Linked DNA regions of Zea mays: regions 2 and 3 are each linked to region 1. Evidence: chromatin contacts called from public Hi-C data. All regions are on one chromosome and are shown on one strand. Each heading gives the region's core, a stretch centred on a gene start, on an enhancer-like site or on the middle of the called end of the contact. The rest is flanking DNA. Distances are from core to core; before and after follow the strand shown. Region 1 holds the start of LOC100382147 (Cactin). Region 2 holds the start of LOC100285267 (vacuolar protein sorting 35). Region 3 holds the start of LOC100284794 (riboflavin kinase family protein).

The links. A called contact is a pair of places that touch in the nucleus more often than the background predicts.
Region 2: a contact with region 1 is called in a Hi-C map of ear, with 1.8 times the contacts expected there. The contact joins the promoter of LOC100285267 here to the promoter of LOC100382147 in region 1. A contact is called at or near these places in 4 of 25 Hi-C or Micro-C datasets (ear, endosperm, leaf and 1 more).
Region 3: a Hi-C map of ear shows a contact between it and region 1, with 2.2 times the contacts expected there. The contact joins the promoter of LOC100284794 here to the promoter of LOC100382147 in region 1. A contact is called at or near these places in 3 of 25 Hi-C or Micro-C datasets (bundle sheath, ear and tassel).

Annotation. Positions count from the first base shown.
Region 1 is chr1:296,045,859-296,048,558 of Zm-B73-REFERENCE-NAM-5.0, forward strand. It overlaps LOC100382147 (Cactin), which reads left to right and starts at 1,378. Exons shown (of 13, transcript NM_001174907.1): 1 at 1,378-1,702; 2 at 1,810-1,901. The coding sequence starts at 1,388.
Region 2 is chr1:296,180,234-296,182,933 of Zm-B73-REFERENCE-NAM-5.0, forward strand. LOC100285267 (vacuolar protein sorting 35) reads left to right here and starts at 1,426. Exons shown (of 22, transcript NM_001158161.1): 1 at 1,426-1,574; 2 at 1,662-1,758; 3 at 1,851-1,977. The coding sequence starts at 1,452.
Region 3 is chr1:296,211,369-296,214,068 of Zm-B73-REFERENCE-NAM-5.0, forward strand. LOC100284794 (riboflavin kinase family protein) reads right to left here and starts at 1,404. Exons shown (of 5, transcript NM_001157689.2): 1 at 1,090-1,404. The coding sequence starts at 1,253.

The DNA.
Region 1 (2,700 bases), core at 128-2,627:
GCAACTGTGGGAAATCAGGAAACAAAGGCATTGAATGCCCAAAATTGGTCACGAAATTTCACCATCAAGACTACAAACTGTGGGCAAAGCCTATTCAATACTAAACGCTGCATGCTAAATTTGAGACAGGCCCAAACGAAAAGATTATTTAACAGCCAGTGTTAAAGTAGTATATGATAAAAAAACAGTAACTAAACCAATGTTTAGCTAAAACCATGCAGTATCTAAAATGTGATCCGCACTAAACATACTATCATAGGCCAAGCACCAGTTTTAAAAAGCTCGCTTTTAGAGACTTCAATGATGTAATATCTCAGCAAGCTGATTGGACTGCATTTCGACAATGTACGACGAGTTATATTTGTTGATATTGGAAGCGCTGAAACTACTGATAGCTGATACTCCCTCCGTTTGTTTTTATTTGTTGTTATTGACCCATAATGTGCTTACTTTGTCTGTTACTTTAAATTATTGGCAGAAGGTATATTCTTAGATGTTAGATATGCACAGTGTTTCCCTGGAAATTTGCCGTAATTCTGAATTGCTGCATTCCCTACTGGTCTATCATGGCACGAACTGAATAAACGATGCCTTATGGTTTGAAAATATGTAAATTAATCATGTAAATATGATATTAATTTAAAGGACCAACCAAACATAAATACTGAAGCAAAAGAGTGTTATACTATACTATTAATTGATCCCTAGGAAAGTTCACTCTGTGATGTACTTATTTACTAAATGCTTCATTAGAAGGTCAACCTTTGAGTATATGAAACTGTTCTTTTTAAAAGCTTGCACCGTGATCCTGGTGTGGAGATTGGATTGGTTTTGGACATCGTCGACGAGATCAACCTCATCGACACCTTCTTCTGCTATCTCGGTGGCAACGCACGGTACGTCGAGGTCTTGAGATGTACGTGATTAGTTGGCTTTAGATGTACGTGATTTTATTTGTAAATACTCGAGTTTATGATAAAAACAAAGATTTAGAATTTTTGCTCACTTGTTATTCCTGTCCTTTTAGTATGAATTTTAATGTATATTCACGTTTGATTGTAAATTGATTTGTATATTTTATAAGATTGTGGTCCATAATATGTTACTTGTTTTTATGTAATCATTGTGCATGAATAATTTGTGTGCCGTCGCAACGCACGGGCACTTGACTAGTAGGGCATTAATTAGGAGTTTAACATCTGTATCCAAACAACCGTCAAATGTTGTAAAGTTCAACAAAAGTTTAGTAGGTGCTAACTTTAACACTATGGGCCTTCTACGGACTGCTTGCGGCCCAGACCAATAAACATGGATAACTGACCTCACTTAATCCGCTAAACAATTTACCAGCCCACGAGACTGCGCGGCTTTCCCTCTCGTCGCTGACATGCCGAAGCGGCACCGCGACAGCGAGGGCCGGCAGCGGTCGTCGTCGTCGCGGCGGCGGCGCAGCCCGTCCCCGTCCGACTCGGACGCCGCCTCCTCCGATTACAGCGGCTCCCCCCGACGGAGCCGTGGACGCCACCGCCATAGGAGCCGCCGCCGGAGGGACACTCCGTCCACCTCCAGCGACGCGAGCGGCAGCGGGAGCGAGGATTCGAGGTCGGACTCCGGACGCCGAGGGAGGAGCGGCGGCCGGAGGCGCCGGAATGTCACCGAGGAGCAGATCATTGAGTACATGGCGAAGAAGGCGCAGAAGAAGGTATGAGATTGAGCTGTTGAAGCGGTGGCTTTCCGTTTGATTGGGTTGGGATTAGGGTTACGATCAGGGCTATAATTGCTGACTCGTTGTTGTTGTTGGTTGTGTAGGCAGAGAAGGTGGCGAAGAAGCTGAAAGCGAATTCGGTTTCAGGCTACTCCAACGATTCAAACCCCTTTGGTGATCCCAACCTGACAGAGAAGTATGTGAATTCTTTTCTCCACTCCTACGAAATCGTGCAGAAGTTCAGTACTTCTTGTTGTCTGGGGAAAGTATTTGGGCTCGAATTTGCCCAGACCAGAGTCTTTCTGGGAGGAAAAAAAACGCTAAAATAGCTAATAACTAGCAAAGGGAGGGAAACCTACAGAGAGTTGGAATGTAGGGGTATTTTATACTAGAACTAGGACTGAGAAAATCGTACAGGACGTCGTACATTGACAAAATTAATTCAACTATTGTGATATTGTCACCTATAAGAACGTCGCAAACATCCTAATGCTCTTACTTACCCATCTTGTATCCAAATAAATACTGCTTCTAATGGCACATATAGTAGTTCTATGGGAGTGTTTGTTTCAGCTTTAAATCGGATTCTGGCCTTTTGGCAGACCAACGCTTCACTTCTCAGCCCGCTTCTGTGAGAATCACTTTGGTGAAAGTTGTACAAATCAACGTGAATTCAGAATCCGCCAAGTCATCGCGATGGGAGGAATTCGTCGCTTCCTAGATCCTAAACCCTATAGATCCCTTCATCTTCCTCCGCACATAAGCCCCACGGTATTCAGATTCTCCTCACAACCAGATTCTCAGAAAAAAGTTGAACCAAATATGCACTATATCAATAGGACTAACTTCTTGTGACAACTAATGGCAAACATCTTAATGCTTTTACCCATCTTGTATCCAAATAAATAATGATCCTAATGGCACCTATAATAATTCTATATCGATAAACTAATTTCTTGTGGCAACTAGTGGCATGTTCCAGATGATTTTACCTG
Region 2 (2,700 bases), core at 176-2,675, 130 kb after region 1:
ACAGATATCCCCCGGGTCCACTAGAAGGAGGAAAGACCTCACGAAAGGCCCAAGGGCCCAATGGATCGTAAGGTCACTCCTTCATGGGCCTGGGGAGGAACAGTCAGTAAAGCAGATCGACATAAGACCGGATTGGTGCAAGCCCGGACGGCCCACAGCGTTGAGCAAGCGACCACAACAAGGATCCGACTTTCCCGCGCTGGAGCCCCACGCAACGGAACCAGGCGAGGATAGGTCGGCAGAATCATAGGAAGATAGACTCAAACAGTTCACTATCTTTTAGGTGCATATTGTTATCATATCCACGTGTATTGCCCCACGGTCGAATATATAAGGCCTAGGGGGCAGGCACCCCTTCAAGAGGATCGATCCCATTACTCAGCCACCCACCTCAACTCTCCACGTTCTCGCTTGAGAAAGCTACCTTGTAACCCATTACACAACGCATACTCACCAGGACGTAGGGTGTTACGCATCTCTAAGCGGCCCGAACCTGTAAACATTGTCCATTGTCCCTCGTGCACCTGGCACGAACCATTTTGCTACAGTCGGCGACACCGTCCTACTCCTAAAACACCTTGAGGGGCAACCCCGGGTGTGCGGTCGGACCCAAAACACCGACAATGTCCAACAAAGTACACTCAATGATGCACTTTTTCATATTTATAATTTTTATAATAAAAAATACTTATAGAAAGCCAAAACGTAGTTTGGATGGAGTGTAGGACGCATATTAGATTGGAAACATATGAAGTGCAAACCAACTATTTGGTGTGATATGTGAAACTAACGAGCCATTGACAATTTTGTTATTGTGATTTGTGAACTTTGTCAATATGTCATCGGACCCACAAATCATAGATACAGATGGTCTCACCAGTCATACACACATGTTGACATAATAACAGAAAGCCAAAAATTGAGAGTGATAAAATTACAAATTTCTCGAAAACTAACGTAGTATTGGTGGAGGTGGGATGATATATTTAAAAATATATCAGAAAAAGTAGAAGGGTCTTTTTGAAAGATAATATATGGTGGGGAGTTTTTTAAAATCAAACTATCATGACTACTTATACTATCTGTGGTTGGTTTCAATTGATACCTTGCAATCTTGCATAGAATTTTCCTATTAAGAAGAAATAAACACCATGAATTCATTTTAACTTCTTGACAACACTTTTGATAGCCGAACTGGTACAAATGCCGAGACCTACTGTCAGTCAGCGCTGGCAACACCAGCGCGTCAACTCATCTGATCCCGATCGGACCATAAAAACAAATGAAATAAACAAATAAAAATACGCGCGACGAACAGAGCTGAACACAAACACCCACATCGATCCAACCCAAGCCACGCCTCGGCGACAGGCCGACAGCCCACGAGCGAGATCCAACCCAAGTTCCGACGCCGCGGGCGAGACCGATCAGATCCACCTCAGCCGTCTCGGATGGCGTCAGCATCGACGGCGGTGCGGATGCTCCCCGACGGCGGCGCTGACGACGAGGAGCGGTGGCTCGCCGAGGGCATCGCCGGCGTCCAGCAAAACGCCTTCTACATGCACCGCGCCCTCGTAAGTCCTCCTGCGGAACTCTACCCCCACCTCCCCACCGCTTCTTCCTTCCTCGGTCCGTGTTCCAATCGTGCGATTTGGGTGCAGGATTCCAACAACCTCAAGGACGCACTCAAGTACTCGGCGCAGATGCTCTCCGAACTGCGCACCTCGCGACTATCGCCGCACAAGTACTACGAGCTGTGTGAGTAACTGTGGATTTGGAGCTGCTGGGTCTGTGGAATTCTGGAAGTGGGATCGGTCGGAATTCTGATGGGATTCACTTGTCCGCTGCAGACATGAGGGCGTTTGATGAGATGAAGAAGCTGGAGATGTTCTTCAGGGAGGAGACTCGCCGGGGCAGCTGCTCTGTGGTTGATATGTACGAGCTTGTGCAGCATGCTGGGAATGTCTTACCGAGACTGTGAGCCTGCTGCCCTGCTGCCCCCATTTTTGCATATTCTCAGTTCTCATTGCTATGTATGCAAATGCCAGGGAGGAAAATAAGAACATGTCTCTATTGACAGTATGATTAACTTGATAAAATATAACCCAACAGTGCGCGGACTCTTCTGATCACGAGCGAATTAAACTCAATGCTCATCTTTCTAGTATCCACTCTTGAACTCGGTATATCATCATTATGTCAGGATACCACTAGTTGTTTCTCTGATTCTCTCTGCCATATTTGTTACTTAATCCAAATGCGGGTTTTTTGTTTTTTGAGGGCACACGCTACAGTAACTATATCCTACAGTGTTCACGAATTTGTATTAGTGCACTTGTAGATCAGGCTGATGTGGGCTTCTTTTGTTGTCCACATAAATGATTATGTGTTTCTGATCACGAGTAACGTAGTTGATTGGATTTTCTACATAGACTTAGGTTTAAACTAAAAATATTCTAAAACATGGAAATTCTTCCTCAATGGCATCCAATCCTTATTAATATCCATGGCGAATACATTTCAGTTCCACTGTATGTCTCATCAAATCAGATCTATTATAAAAAAAACTCGGCCGGGGAGGGAAAGACCGCCCTCCCGGTATTCCATATAAGAAGAGACCGAAACAATGGTCCCGGCCGAGAAAATCCCCGAACCCTGCCCCCCATCACTAACGGGCCGGCGTCAACTGTCCACTCTGCA
Region 3 (2,700 bases), core at 154-2,653, 170 kb after region 1:
ACAAATTGCTCCAAGTCAGTCACGCTTAATTTAGAGGTTCTTTTGAGATAGTCTTACGAAAAAGAAGATACACCTTATTGGTATAAATACTCTATTAATTCTATTAAGCCTTAGACCAGGATATCACCATCCCAGGGGCCAGGATATCACAATCCACCCCCCTAGAAGACCGACGTCCTCGTCGGTCAACCCCAACCCAGCAACCTCCCCTCTTAGCCACGTCTATGTGTCTAGTGTCGTCAAATGACATGTCATGTGATCACTCTGGGCCCACATGCGCCATATACCCGAATCTCTAACCCACACATGCCCGTGAAACCTCGAGGGTTAGCTCTGATACCACTTATAACACCCCCATCCAATCCCTGGACCGGCGGTACTTACTCCTGGAAGCTCTCTAGGATCATATATTGTCCCCACAGACCAATACGGGTCTTTTATGCACACTTTGTCCTCACGCATGCGCACCCGAGAAAACTTCTCGGTCGGTCACTCATCCCAAATTGCTCGAAGCTAAACACGCTTAACTTAGAGATTCTTTCGAGATAGACTTCCGAAAAAGAAGATACACTTTATTGGTATGTATACTCTATTAATTTTATTAAGTCTTAGGTCAGGACATCACCATCCCAGGGTCAGGATATCACAGGTACCTGATAGAGCCTTTTGGGGGCAGCAACATGACACATTGTCTTCCCAAATTGCACAAGCATAACATAATGCTTACTATATGTTTAGATCCAACCTCTCATGTACACGAGACAAGCAAACTTCGGTTCCTTACATCAAATACAAGATTATAGTTTGCTAGCACTAGAAAGTCAAAGCACATAAATTCCCGTGCCTTTTTGAAACCTTAGTGTGGTTCGCCATAGAGGACTTAACCCCTCAATGAAATGTCAGCAGCATCCTGATGCTCAGGCTCGGATAGTCCAACAAGCTTATCCTCCCATTCCAGTATAGACAGAAATGCTCGATGGGACAGTCGTTTCGTCGAACATCTAACAAGTAAGCAACCGCGCGCTGGCACCAACCGAAAGGAATCGCGGAACAGCTCCCCTACAACAAGGACAGAAGACAGCTCGGTACCTGAAACGCCGCGCGGGCGGCAGGAGGGAGCGGGGAGGCCCGGGCGGGCCGCGCCGTGGGCAGCGGTGGAGCGGCGGCCACCGGGGAGCCGGGGACGCGGAGGGGGAAGGGGAGCGGAGGGCGCAGCCGAGCGCCGCGGCGGCCGTGGCGGCGCCCCTCTCCATACCACTCCCACCACGCACCGACTAGGCGACGACGCGGGCACTCCTGTTTCTTTTGGCAGGGGAGCTTGGCGGGCCACGTCGTCCTCTTCGACGCGAGCTGGCTGCCTGGCTGTGGCCGGTGGCTGGTGGCGGCAGCGGACACGGCCGCTGCGCTGCGGCCTGCGGGATCAAATCCGTCGACTAGGCTACAGTCGGACGATTTTCACCGTCCGCTCGATCCAATGGCGATCTCATCTCACAGACTCATCTAGCAGGCCGTATGACAGAGGCCCGAGGGCCCAGCTAAGCCCATAAAAGTATAACACAACTGCGCACACGCACGAGTTGCGCAACTCGGAACGCTCGTCGCTCGGTCCTCCTCTCAAGTCTCACCGCGCCATCGTCGTGTTCTGAAACACTGACAGCGGACACGAGATTTCCCATCCATCCTTATTCTAACTATTGTACTTATTAAAATGTCATGCACATGTCGTATAAAATACAATAGATAAAAAAAGTAAAGCCATAAAAGATTATTTTTATTCTCAATATTGACGATTACGGGCCTAATTTGGGACACTGTTTTTAAAACCACATTTACAATACCACAATTTATCGAATGTCATGATATGACACAACCATGGTGTATTTTACATCAATCTAATCTAACACCTGTTTGAAGACACAATATTTTAGTTGCACCACAGAAGAGGAAAAAAAGTAAACTGCAGCCATGCACCAGCGATTTTTTATCTAGACCAAAGTTTTTAGACCCGGAAAAAATTATGATATTGGTGAGACCATAATTTAAAATATATGCTTTCAGACATCTTTCCACCTAAATTATAATTGTATGCTCAAATACTAAAGTATTACCTTGGAACTAGAAAAATACTATGTCCCCAAACGCTATGGTCATTCTCACTATACAGTTTCATCACTATTTACAAGATACCATGTCAACATTTGTCTAAGAAACATTGTATACAGAGTTTCATCCTCGTGAAATCATCTCCTCAACCGTAAAACTCTATCATATCTATATTCATTAAATTGTATGGCAGGTTATCTTGTTTACCTATTTGGTATGTCATTTAATGACCGAGAAATGGCCTAACACTATGTAGCACTGAGTGACGGTTTGGCTTTGAGCTTTCTACTCACTTAGAGCAAGCATAATAAGAGGCTATAAACTGATTAAATGTTGAGGTGGAGGAGACTAAAGAGGAGGGAGAAGAAGCGTGTTGTAAACTTACAGCCGGCTTTGACACAAGAAACAAGAAACTTTATGAGAGAGACAATTTAGCTTCTGTGTTAATAGTAAAGCGCTAACCACTATATGAATGAGCTAAATGTTGGGCTACAAGTACCGGCAGAGGCGGACCCAAGGGGTGGGCAAGGTGGTCAATGGCCCCACCTTAATTTTTGTAATCTCTTATACTAATGTTTATATATACAATAAAATAAA